Linked DNA regions of Gossypium hirsutum: region 2 is linked to region 1. A link is a contact called in public Hi-C data. All regions are on one chromosome and are shown on one strand. Each heading gives the region's core, a stretch centred on a gene start, on an enhancer-like site or on the middle of the called end of the contact. The rest is flanking DNA. Distances are from core to core; before and after follow the strand shown.

Region 1 (6,253 bases), core at 2,125-4,624:
CAAAATGCCCCCCATTTAAAAAAAATCTATTTCACCCATTTCTTATGTCTATTTTTGTCCATCAATTAACTAATGGTCTAATTACCACATAAGGACCCCCAATTTAGAATTTCATAACAATTTGACACTTTTAACATGTAGAACTCAACTTTTGCACTTTTTACAATTTAGTCCTTTTGACTAAATTGAGTGCCCAAACGTCGAAATTTTTGAACAAAATTTTTACGAAATTTTTCTGTAAAATTAGACCATAAAAATATAATAATAATTATATTTTCCCTTGTCGGATTTGTGGTCCCGAAACCACTGTTCCGACTAGGCCCGGAATCGGGCTGTTACACATATACCATTCATCACATACTATACTCTTCATTACTTCAGATCCATAATTCAATCAATTTTCGATAAATGCCTCACAATATGAACAATATACATGCAAGAATCAGTGTAAAACTCACCTGACACCTACGAACAACAGCCTGAACTCCAGATTCAAACTTTCACCATGAAACTGTAGCAACCACTACTTACAAAACATATATAGTAACATCATTACTACTCTTACACATTCAATTTGCTTATCAATTCAATCACTGTCAGTTCCGTATAGAAACTTTATACTTACAGTTTCACTGTTCAGTTACCAATTACAGATTTACTCATTTAAAACTTAACATGCAGAGTTGAAATAATTACCTTGATGCAAAGTAACTACTGATCTTAAAAGAACCCTAACCTCTAGATCATTGAGGTAGGATACATTTAGATTTAAGGAAGGTTTCAGTAGATAGAACTTAAGGAAGAGAAAGAAGAAGAAAGAAGAACCCCTTTCAGAACACATTCTCACATATAAATATGACTTATTGCTTAGTGGAATTTAACAAGTGTCATACGTATCAGAACTTACCTTCTTATTGGCCTACAATTTTTGATAAAAGTATAAATAGGTTCCTTTCATCAAACTTATCAAGCTGAACTATACAATTGGTTTCCAACTAGATTACTTAAAGTTCAACTAGCACAATATTCCATATAAATCAGATGTACTATACCTTTGGTGAATACTCGTCCCATTATTCACTTTTATCCCTTAACATGAACATCTCTTTCATATAACAGAATATCATGAAATCAAATTCTTACCAACTCAAGTGAAAGTTACTATACGCCTACACGTATACGCCAAAATGATCATTTGGGCGAATAACACCACGCCAATCAGACTGTCTACTTCTATACGCCCAAAACTTTAGATCCATCAGAATTGGGGTGTTATAGTTTTTGGTAGTTTGTTTGAGTTGAAGTGATTTATATTAATAATGGAAAACAAAGATGATGAGGTGAAGAATTATTGGGTTTAGTTATTACAAATATGATGAGGTGATTTATATTAATGTTTGTTGGATATTGATATTGAACTTAACATGTTGGATATTGAAGTTATTATGTTTTAAGCATGTTGGATATTGAAATTATTAACAATGTAAATTGTTAATGTAAAATGGGTAAATGCAACAAATAAGGGACAATAAAACAATCCAGGTGGACAAAACCAATGGAACATATTTTCTCAAAATTCTAATAGAGGAGGCCCAGAAAGGAAATACAACAATCGAGTTGCTGCAGCTATTTTTGAAAGATTTCAAGTTCAATGTGACGTTAAGCATGTGGAAAATCATCTGAGGACTGTAAAACACACATGGCAAGTTATATGCACAGTTCAAGCTTAAAGTGGTTTTGGATGGGATGATAACATGAAAATGATTACATGTGATAGAGTGACATATGATGTAGCAGTGATGGTAATATATATGTTAAATATATTTTAGTTGCTTTTTACTTGTTATTTTAATTGTGTATAATATCCAACAAGCACACAAGAAGTATGAACCAAAATATCTTCATCTGGCACATCTAAACGTAAAAGGAAAAGTACTCAAGAAAGTGTCGTTGATGAACAAATTAATTTTGTGGGTGAACATCTTGGTAAGATTGCTAATGCATTGGAACAATTTACCAAGGACAAGACACCGTATCTTTAAGGAGAAGTGATGTTGATAGAGGTAGAAGGATTTGATGACGACTTCCTTTATAGTATGTTTGATTATCTTATGGGTCATGAATTCGAGGCTAAAGCTTTCTTGGCTAAAAGTACGAAGCATAGAAAAATTTGGCTTCAAAAATTTTCCCAAGGTTAAAAATATCAATATGTTAATGTGGTGTAGTACTAAATATGCACTTGAATAATATTATTAATTTGTAGTACTAATTGTGGTTTGGAAGCTAATTTATTATTATTCAATCTTTGTTTTTTTTATAACACAATCAGGAGTCATTTATTCATTTTAATTCTTTTCAATTTATGACTATTAATATTCTAGCTTAATAATTGTGTACTATTATACATTTGTATTTATTTATAAATAAATCATTGTAATACATGCAAAAACAATGTAAAATATAAATTTAATATATATAAAATAAAACTCAATTAAATAATAAAAAGACAAGAAATTCACAAATGTATGTTTGTTTAATTTTAAAATATTGTTTATGAAAAATTTTCATGAAATCTACAAAACAACGGAAAATATTTTATATAGAATTATTTAAACATCAGAAAATATTAGCTTTTACAAAAAAATAACTCATTTTCCAGAAATAATTTTACGGAAACCATTTTACATGCAAACAAATGGGCCCTAAGTTTTAATTAGATATTGATTATTATTAAATTATATAAGATATTATTTATTATAAAATATTATCTTATTATAAAATAAAAATCGTTTGTCAAAAGAAAATTTCTAAATACCATTTTATAAGAAAATATAATTTATATTTTTTTTCATTAAAAACAAGTTTCAAAAATGATTTTAAGAAAATTGGTCAAACAATAAAAAATATTGTACGTCATCCTGACACAAAAATATTAATTCTTCCAAAAAATCAATCTAATTTCGTGAAAGAAATACAACCTAAACCTTTTTTTCCCACTTTAATAAAAAATAAAAATGAATTTATTGCTTCATCTAGATAAGTTTATAAATTTTTATTACATAAAAAATGAAAAATGAAAAATGAAAAATGAATATTTAATTCCCTTTCAAATAAGTTTTTAATTTTTAATTTATATTCGACCAAGTTAATGCATATTTTAAACTTTGCTCAAAAACTTGAGTTGTAAACTACTTATTTTTATAAAAAATAAATAATAATATAGAAAAACTAAATATTTTTCGTTAAAAAATTAAATATTTATGTTGATGTTTAAAAGATTTTAATTCACAATAATAATACTAAACCAAATAAAAGTAAAGAATAGGATGATGTTTTATTGGCTTGTGTACAGCATGCCCTGCCAGTATCACAAGGTATAAAATGTTTAATAATAAATACAAAGGAAAATATTCATGCCAATAGCCCAACCCAATCGCTTTGCCTTCGGTTCATTCTCCTCCTCCTCCTCCTCCTCCACAGAGAGAGAAACATTAAAAAACATGGCGGCTTTGACTACATTAACGCCTTGCCAAGCCACCTCGCATTTTAATATTAGAATTTCCCATTATTATAATCAAAAGCAAAACCAAAATCAAAATGTTTATATTAATCAGACTAAAAGCATTCATAAAGCGAAGTCCTCTTTGCTTAGTTTTGCTTTCTCTTCTCTTTCTGCAAAATCCACATCAGTTATCCCAGCTACTCATTTCTCTACTTCAGGTATCTCTCTATACGTGTAATTGTTCTTATTATAGTTGTTTATTTATGGTTTATGTTCTGTTTTTATGTACTCGTTGAAATGGGCCGGAAAAGTGAGGATAAGATTAAGAAAACGGAACTTTTGAAACCTGCTTTTGTTTCTTAATGTTTTCAAAATAATTTGGGATGCTTCAGTTAGGAATTTAGTCTTTCAATGTTTGTTTAATAATGATTTATGAGGAATTAGGAAAACAAAATGGAGCAAAAATCTAATCTACTGATGTTATATTACAATGTGAACTAGACATTTTTTATTCTGTTTATAGAATTTCCCTGATTATCCACTAAAGAACTCAATTTGCTTAGTCCATTTTAGTTGTTAGATTTACTTTTCATGAACTGTTAATTGTTTTCTTTGTTATTTTCGTGGTGGTTAGAACTGGAAATTTCCAATAAGGGGTATCAAGGAAGGGGTTGTTCTTTCCTTAATCAATTTTGGGAATTTTGAGTAGACACTCTAATTATTCGCATTGGATGTATAATATTCCTATGAGCTCTCGGAATTTTCCTTTTTTTATGCTGAAATGAGTTTTCTTCGATGTTGTTCAGTGCTTCATTTTGCTTCTCACCATATAGGTACAGAAATATGATCTTCTAAGGACCTTCACAATACACAGAAAAACTTTAAACAATTGAACATACAAATATCCTGAGGCCCCTGATACCCTCAACACTGAATGCTGTTGTATGTCTTATCTGTTTAGTTCATAATAAATCTTCACTTCTTTTTGAATTATATATGCAGGCAGTAGCAGCTCATGGTTGCAAGATAACACCATGAATCTTGATGCTAGTAGTAGTGGCAGTGGATTAAGGGAGGGTCCAATATATTCGGTTTTTCCTGCAAAACCTGCAGAAGTTTCCTCTGTACAAGACCTTTATGAATTCATATGTTCTGGTCCTCTTATGGACAAAGTGGGACTGACTGCTGAAAAGGTGGCTGAATCCATTGACAAGTGGTTGTTTTATGGATCAAAGCTTTGTCGGTTGTTTCAGCTTAATGAACTTTACCTTACTGTTCCTGAGAAAGCAAGGTTTTATCACTATTACATACCAGTCTTTTTATGGTGCGAAGACCAGATATCAGAACACAGGTCCAAGTTTAAAGATGGGGAAGAGATTCCTCCCTTAGTGGTATGTATAAGGTCTTGCAATGATTGTTGTGTGCATTCGTGTTCGATTTTCCTTTGCAAAATTCAGAACTATTTTGGGTTCCATTCCATTAGGATTAGGATATTGTAAAAGGTTTTCATAGCTGAGGGCTTGTGCTACGTAACTCTGAGTCCATTATTTTTATGTCTGAAGATATCAATGTCCGATGCATATTTGACTTGGGCATTGGATGTAATCCTCGAAGGATCCTCAAAATACATGAAAGAAAACCTTAGAAAAATTAGTCATACTCATATCTAATACATACCCATATCTGACTATCAAATTCGAATCCGAGTAATGTAGCTTGACTATTTGGTGGATCCTGTTGCACTGACCAACTTTTTGTGATGCAGATTGGTTTCAGTGCACCACAGGGTTGTGGAAAGACGACACTTGTCTTTGCTCTAGATTATCTTTTCAGGATCACTAACAGGTAGCTAGAAGAGCAATAGAATTTAATTTATAAAATTGATTCATATCTCTTTTTTCTCATAGTTATAATATAAACTGTGAAAGTGGAAACAATTGAAACTACTGACAATCCACCTTAACCTCAGGAAGTCTGCAACATTATCCATTGATGATTTCTATTTGACAGCAGAGGGTCAGGTAACAATTGTGGAGTATTTGGCATTTGCTAAACTTTTCTCCGTCTTTCTTACAGTTTCTGACACAGTTTATGTTGATAGGCCAAACTGAGGGAAGAGAACCCAGGAAATGCTCTTTTGGAGGTGCCTATTGACTTTTCTTTTACTTAAATGTGGGATAATTTGTTTCTATGGTACTTTGATTTTTCATTCTTTTTTTGAATTATTTGAGTTTAACATCGGTATCCGACACTTTTGAATATGGGTAAGGAAATATCACCTTTCAAGAACCCTTCATATACATAAAAAACATAGAATATAATATACCTATATTGGACACATATTTCTTTTGACACACTCAAATCTGAGTAATATAGATATTTGTTTTGGTAGTCTCCATAGAATGAAATATTGTCTTATTGCAGTTACGTGGAAATGCTGGGAGCCATGATCTTCCATTCTCTGTTGAAACACTGACAGCTCTAACCAAGTTGACTAAAGAAGGTATTCTTTTTTTTTTGTCTTCACTCATTTTTCCTTAGCATGATTTGCTGTTTATCTATCGCCTTGTGATTGATTATGTTTGAGTTGTATACAGTCATGAGGATGAAGCTTCCCCGATATGATAAAGTAAGCTCAATATTATCAATTTTACTTGTTTTATACTTAAGTTTTTAGTTGAACTCTGCTCATTATAGTACTATTGTTTTTTACAGTCTGCATATAGAGGTAAGGGTGACAGAGCTGATCCT
Region 2 (6,253 bases), core at 1,342-3,841, 230 kb after region 1:
CATATTTCAAAAAAAATGTTGCAGCAAAAAATAACTAAATTTCACTTGTTGATTGAAATCATAACTTTGACATGTTTTGTAAAATCTCAATTAAATAAGCAGAAAGTTTTGAGTTTCAAAAAAGATGAAGTCTTGAATTTGAAAAAACAATCATTGAGTTGAGTTTGTCATTAGGTTGAAAATTCTAGTTTTTCTTTCCATATCTATAAACCGTCTTAAATTTTAGTTTTAAAAAAACCAAATCATGCAAAACGTCCAAAAATCCAAAATAATGTCCCATGCCACAGTCCGTAGAAAATAAACAGATAGTCCAAAAATACCAAAACATATAGTTTAATAGTTTATTCAAGTAGATATCTGAGAGCACCTCCGTAAACTAAGCCCATGTCCTAACCTCGATCATTATCTAAAAAATAAAACTATAAAGGGGTGAGCTTTTAAAGCCCAATGTGGGTCAATTTGCATAGAAATAAAAATTAAAACAGAATCTCAACAATATAACAGATCACATATACATAAATATACAATCACAAAATCACATTTATCAGTAAGCATGGCAATGATGTCAATGCAATGTTTTTCAGAAACAGTGCAGATTTTCAAAAAACAATTCCTACCCATCTCCGCTACATGCCATAAAGAGTTTCCTAGAACTTGTCCATCCAATAACACACCAATAATATGGACAAGCCACCAGATAATGCAATCAAGTTGCCAAATACAGAATATTGCAGTCAAGCCATCAAATAATGCATATATACTGCCAGATAGTGTGGTTAAACCACCAGAATTATGCAAATTATTAAACTGCCAGAATCTTCCTCAGTACAATCATATCCCAACCCCATGCATGTGATATGGCACACAGAACATAATTTCAGTGGGCATGCTTTACATGCGATTTAGAATCAGTATAGTGGCATGCTTAACATGCGAATCAGAATTAGTATAATGACATGCTTAACATGCGAATTAGAATACCAACAAAAACAGTGGCATGATTATTTTTCATGCATATCCAATAATGCCATAAGTCACAATACATGAGTATCAAGAAATCATATAACATCACATTTAACAGAAAATCGTACAAACATATACTTATTATCACAGATCCGAAAGTTCAGAATCACTTAATTGAGATCCTCCTTTTTAACGGATTTTTAATCCATTTAAATACATAATGTATTTGTCCATTTTCGCGTTACATAATTTCTTAAGTAAATAGTTAATATTATTTACTTATTTAATTAACAATAATTTCAGGTATTTTAAGATAAATAAATCCTCACACCTGATTTCATGAATTCCAATGGTATCAACTCCTTATCCCACTCTAAAGGAGGAGATCGACCATTGAAGCATTAGTTTTTGAAAAAAAAATTCATATCGTATCAGAATAACGATATTTTGATGAATATCTCTCATTTAAGTGATTAAGTAAAATAATTACTTAATCGGCTGCCCAAAACGAACGCTTCCAAAATATGGAGTATAGATCCGGGATTTACGAATATCACTTCTCGAATGCACAATAAAACTTAATGTTAGAATCATCTTAATAGAGAATAAAAGTAAAAGAATTAATTGTGATCGGAGGATCGTCAATACTTACACAATATCGAGAGTAAGGAGGCTTATTTATTCCTACGATGATTCATTTAGAGAGGAGGGTCTTCTACTAACAAATAAAATAAAGATGAATTAGAAAGGTTGTCAATAAATCCTTTTAAAAAAATCAAAATATAATGTTTGTACATATGAAAAAATAATTACGAGATAAAAGAGAAGAGGATGAAAAACGGAGAAGAAAGGTGAAGGATGATGGTGGTACGGTGGCAACAGTTCGGCGGTGGTGGTGTGGTGGTGGTTCAATTGGCTAAAAGTGGTGGATGAGTGGAAGAAATATGAAGAAAAGAAGTGATTTAAGTGGTGAAATGGGAGAAAAATTAGAGAAAGAGGAGAAGCAAGGAGGAGGGGTGGCAAAAAGAGGTGGAGAATAGAATGAAGCGGCAAAAAGAGAGATGGAGAATAAAACGAACAAAACAATAAAAGTGTTTCATGTGTCTAGGTGCATTGGACGGTTAAGGTACGGTAAGGGAGGTAAAATGGCATGGAAAGGGAATTTTGGGAGTGAAAATGAGGTTATTGAGGGAATGTTGACCATGTAAACAAGGGAAGATTCTTCCCGAGCATGGCAACAATGGGTTGGATGGCAAGGGGGTTGACCAACCCCTTTTTAAATGCCAAAAATTCTAAAAAAAATATATGTGAGTAAAAGAAATTGAACCTAGGATCTCTAGAAATTAAATTTGGCACTTAACCACTTGATTACTCACTAACTTATTTATGAATTGACAAATTAATAAATAAAAATATGGGATGTGACAATTTAGTTTAAGGAACTTAAGAATTGTCAGCAACTTTAACATGACCACCATGACCCTTTAAGGCTCCTTCCGCTCTAGACAAAAACCCCTTTGTACCCCGAACCTCGTCCTTTAAGGCCCAGATATCCTTCTCCCAATTCACCAAGACCACTACCCTCCGATAGATTTTTAATTTTAGGATCCGAATTTTCTTTAAAATGCATAGCAGAATGCTTAACGGGATCCAACATTCCGTCATTAATTGGCACCACAATTTCAACCGAACCCTTGTAGGAACGATTAATAAGCGAAGCCGTGATCGACCAAGGACTAAATGGGAGATTCGAAACCTTACCATTCTCCATCATGGAACCAATATTGGGAGAATTTTAAAAAATATTACCAGCAATTTCGGAATCCAAATGAACTTTATTATTCTGACCTGAAACAGGGAAATTATTATACACCATATTAAAGGTAGATTGGCCTTCCTGATGAAGCGCAGAATCTCCCAAAACAAGCCCAAGCTCCACCCCAACAGAAGAGCCGCCCAAACTTGAAGTGGCAACAACACCCTCCAGCCTAGGCCCATGCTTAGCCATGTCAGTTTCTCCAATTCTTTTGTTCTGCCCAGAAACGCCATTTACACCTGCTTTATGTGTCGAACCCTTATCCTGCCTAACCGATCCACTCTCCAAGACTTTGTTGTCATTAAAATCTGCCTTACACTTGTTTCTAATGAAGCCCTCTTTTTGAAATTTGAAACCCTAAAAATCTATCAAAATCTCAACATCCAACTCTCCTTCCAGAATATTAAATCTAGATCCAAAAAGATCTTTCTGGATTTTTTGCTTTTATATTTCATTTCTCGTTGGGAGCTCTCCATGATTTCTGATTCACAACCATCCATGGCCCAAACGCCTCCTCTTCTTTCCCCTCGATGTTACCAACCGACACCACCTCCTTCTCCCTTGGGTGATCCAGATTATGAGGACCTTCATATGGCCATTCCTGCCACAACCAAAACAAATCAACGGTAAGGCCTCATATTCTACTCGTTGAACTGTTCTATTTACCAGAATCTGAGGGATCAGTGGTTTGTCAAGGTTAACATAAATCGCCATTTGAGCAAATCTCCCCCTCGACCTACTATTTCTATTGTAGTCGAGTTTTTCCACTCTACCAATGAAACCGCCAATCTCTTCTAAAATCTTTCTCTTATATAGAAACCCCAGCAAACCTGGCAATCTAATCCACGTCATAACAACATTTGGAAATAGTTGCAAGGGATTAAAATCTGGCATCCACGGTTGAACGGTTAAATATTGTCCGAACACAACACATGGCTCTTGTGTAAGCTCTTTTTCAGAATCATCGTTGCTTTGGAATTTCACCAAAAAGTACCCATGTTCCACATCTATAAGTTTAAACGGCATGGATGGCTGCCATAAATTATAAATCTTGTTTTGTAGGGTGGTATAGCCAATGTTCCTCCCCCAAAAGCTTAACAACCACCATGGTAGCCATCTCCTTTACCAGAATTCGCTGAACCCGATTAGAGAACATTATTGACAGAACTCCATTAACAGTGGATCTCATGACATCTCTATCCAATAGTTCAAAATATTCCTCAAACCCCCTATCCGAATCAACAGATGAGTTTTTAGACCCAAGAGCTCCCCTACCCAGAAGCCTATCCTTCCAAGAAAGCATTGGCTCAGGAGACATATCTACGATCATATCAACGCCTTCCTCCCCATCTGTTCCCTTAAAGCGCACTTTTTTGGTGGCCCGATCTTCCGACGAGCGAAACCCACCACTATCTTCTATTGACATTCTCAAAAGTTAAATGTAAGTGTTTATTGAAACTTATTATAAGTTTTGATTTCCAAAACCAATAAGTTTTCTTAATTGAACTTAATCCAAAGCAAATATTTAGGTAGCATTTTAATGGGGGACTGTTTTGTTCATATGGATTTAATTTTCTTATTTTTCCAATAAAAAATTAAAATGAAATCTAAAATATCTGTAAAGCTGCACATAAAACAAGTGTACATGCAGACTTCACGTATTCGTGTACGCTTTGATATGGATATGGATGTAGAAATTTAATTCTTCAAAAGCTCTCAAATATTAAAAAGGGTGTGAAATGTCAAATATATACTGAGTAAAGTAACATAGTGCGAGTTCCCTGTTTTACTTTTGAAGGTTTCTTAGTATTTTTTCTTTTTTACTTATGAAGAAAAGGCCACACAGGCCACAAAATCAATTTAACTTGCATCAATAATTATAAGTTATGGATTTCACTAGCATAATCCATATCAAAATCTAAGTTACAACAATTTTTAAGTGACCAATACCAAAGAAAATCAGCCACTCTATTACAGCACTTGTCGATCCATCTAATATCAACCTCATTAAAAGAATCAAGCATGCTCTGAGTCTCCTTAATCCGGTGCCCAAAAATTGTAATTTCAGCCCGTGCCTTTCGAACTCTATTGACAATACTTGCGCAGTCCATCTCCAAATTAACCTTGTTGAGATTAAGGCATCGAGCAAGGCCAATACCTTCAAATAGTGCATTCAACTCAGCCCATTCCGAGTTAACTGCTCTTTCTTTAAAAATACCTCTACCCTTTAAGACAAAACCATTCGAGTCTCTAATAATAATGCCCAAACCCGTCCCGAAATTATTCACGGCAACATCGACATTGATTTTAAAGAAACCTTCCTGCGGTTTTTCCCAAAAAGTGCGAGCCTCCTCTTCTTTACCTCTAAAAATAAAATTATTGCGAGAGTTCCATATATTCCACAGCACAACGAAGAGATCTTCAAGAGCTTTTTTATCCAAGGTGCGCATGGGATCTTCAAGCCGATCAATGCAGGAATTAAACTGTTTCACCATCATCCTATTGTCAAAACCCCAACCAACGAGGACTTCCCACGCTCTTGGGCAGTCTCTCAAAGCATGGAGCACAGTTTCATTCTCAACCTTACAGCGGGGGCACCTGCAACTAGCTGTGTTTGTTTACCTGTAAAACATTTTACGGAAAATATTTTTCTCCTTTTCCACGGTTTGTTTGGTGGAAAATGAACTCCCATTGTAAAAGTTTTTCCAAAACACGGGAAAAGAACTCTTCATTTTAGGAAAATGTCTTACCGTTTATCATTTGGTAAGACATTTTCCAAAGTTTTTCTCTTCAGCAGTAAATGTAACCCAAAGCCTCTTCCCCTTCCCCCTTCCTTCCCACCCTGATTTAGTGCTTGCCGCCAGCCAGCAATGGTTCCCAACACCAACCGCCGACATTCATCTTTGATTTTCCTCCTTTCCGCCTTTCGTTGTCGAAATCTACACTGCACCAATTGACGATGGCGTTCATCTTCCTCTCTCGAAGGTATGAATGAAAAGGAAGAAATATGTGGTGGTTTTTTAGAAGCAACATGTTGTTTTGACCCAATTGGTTGCTGGTTAATCCCTCTTTTTAATTTTTTATGGTTTTTGTTATTTACCGTTTCATCTTCCTTGAACTGTGCAAGTTGGATTTTTGTTGGTGGTAATGAAATAATTCAGATATGGTAATGGTGGTGGTGGCCGAGACACAACTAATGAGCAAAAATTCAAAGTCTTTAAGTTCACACATTATTTGTTCAAATGGGATTAGTGGGAATGTCTTGTAGCCGTTCCCATTCTGTTAAACCTCAATCTAGAACATTTGATTCTGCATCTATGGAGTGGTTCAAAGAGACTATATCAATCTATTTGGTATATTTGGATATTAATCCTCATGTGTCATAATAATTTTCATTTTCTTCCTCAGGGAAAGATAACTTCTGCCCCATTCATGTCAGCCTAATTCCTCATCTGCTTACATGTCGCTTAGCTC

The links. A called contact is a pair of places that touch in the nucleus more often than the background predicts.
Region 2: a contact with region 1 is called in a Hi-C map of leaf, with 2.2 times the contacts expected there. The contact joins the promoter of LOC107949577 here to the promoter of LOC107949570 in region 1. A contact is called at or near these places in 3 of 34 Hi-C or Micro-C datasets (all in leaf).

The regions. Positions count from the first base shown.
Region 1 is chrD03:14,152,802-14,159,054 of Gossypium_hirsutum_v2.1, forward strand. It overlaps LOC107949570 (D-glycerate 3-kinase, chloroplastic), which reads left to right and starts at 3,375. Exons shown (of 12, transcript XM_016884268.2): 1 at 3,375-3,720; 2 at 4,505-4,893; 3 at 5,268-5,347; 4 at 5,472-5,523; 5 at 5,604-5,645; 6 at 5,927-6,005; 7 at 6,100-6,131; 8 at 6,218-6,253. The coding sequence starts at 3,414.
Region 2 is chrD03:14,383,183-14,389,435 of Gossypium_hirsutum_v2.1, forward strand. It overlaps LOC107949577 (F-box/kelch-repeat protein At5g60570), which reads left to right and starts at 2,592. Exons shown (of 4, transcript XR_005911225.1): 1 at 2,592-5,764; 2 at 6,188-6,253.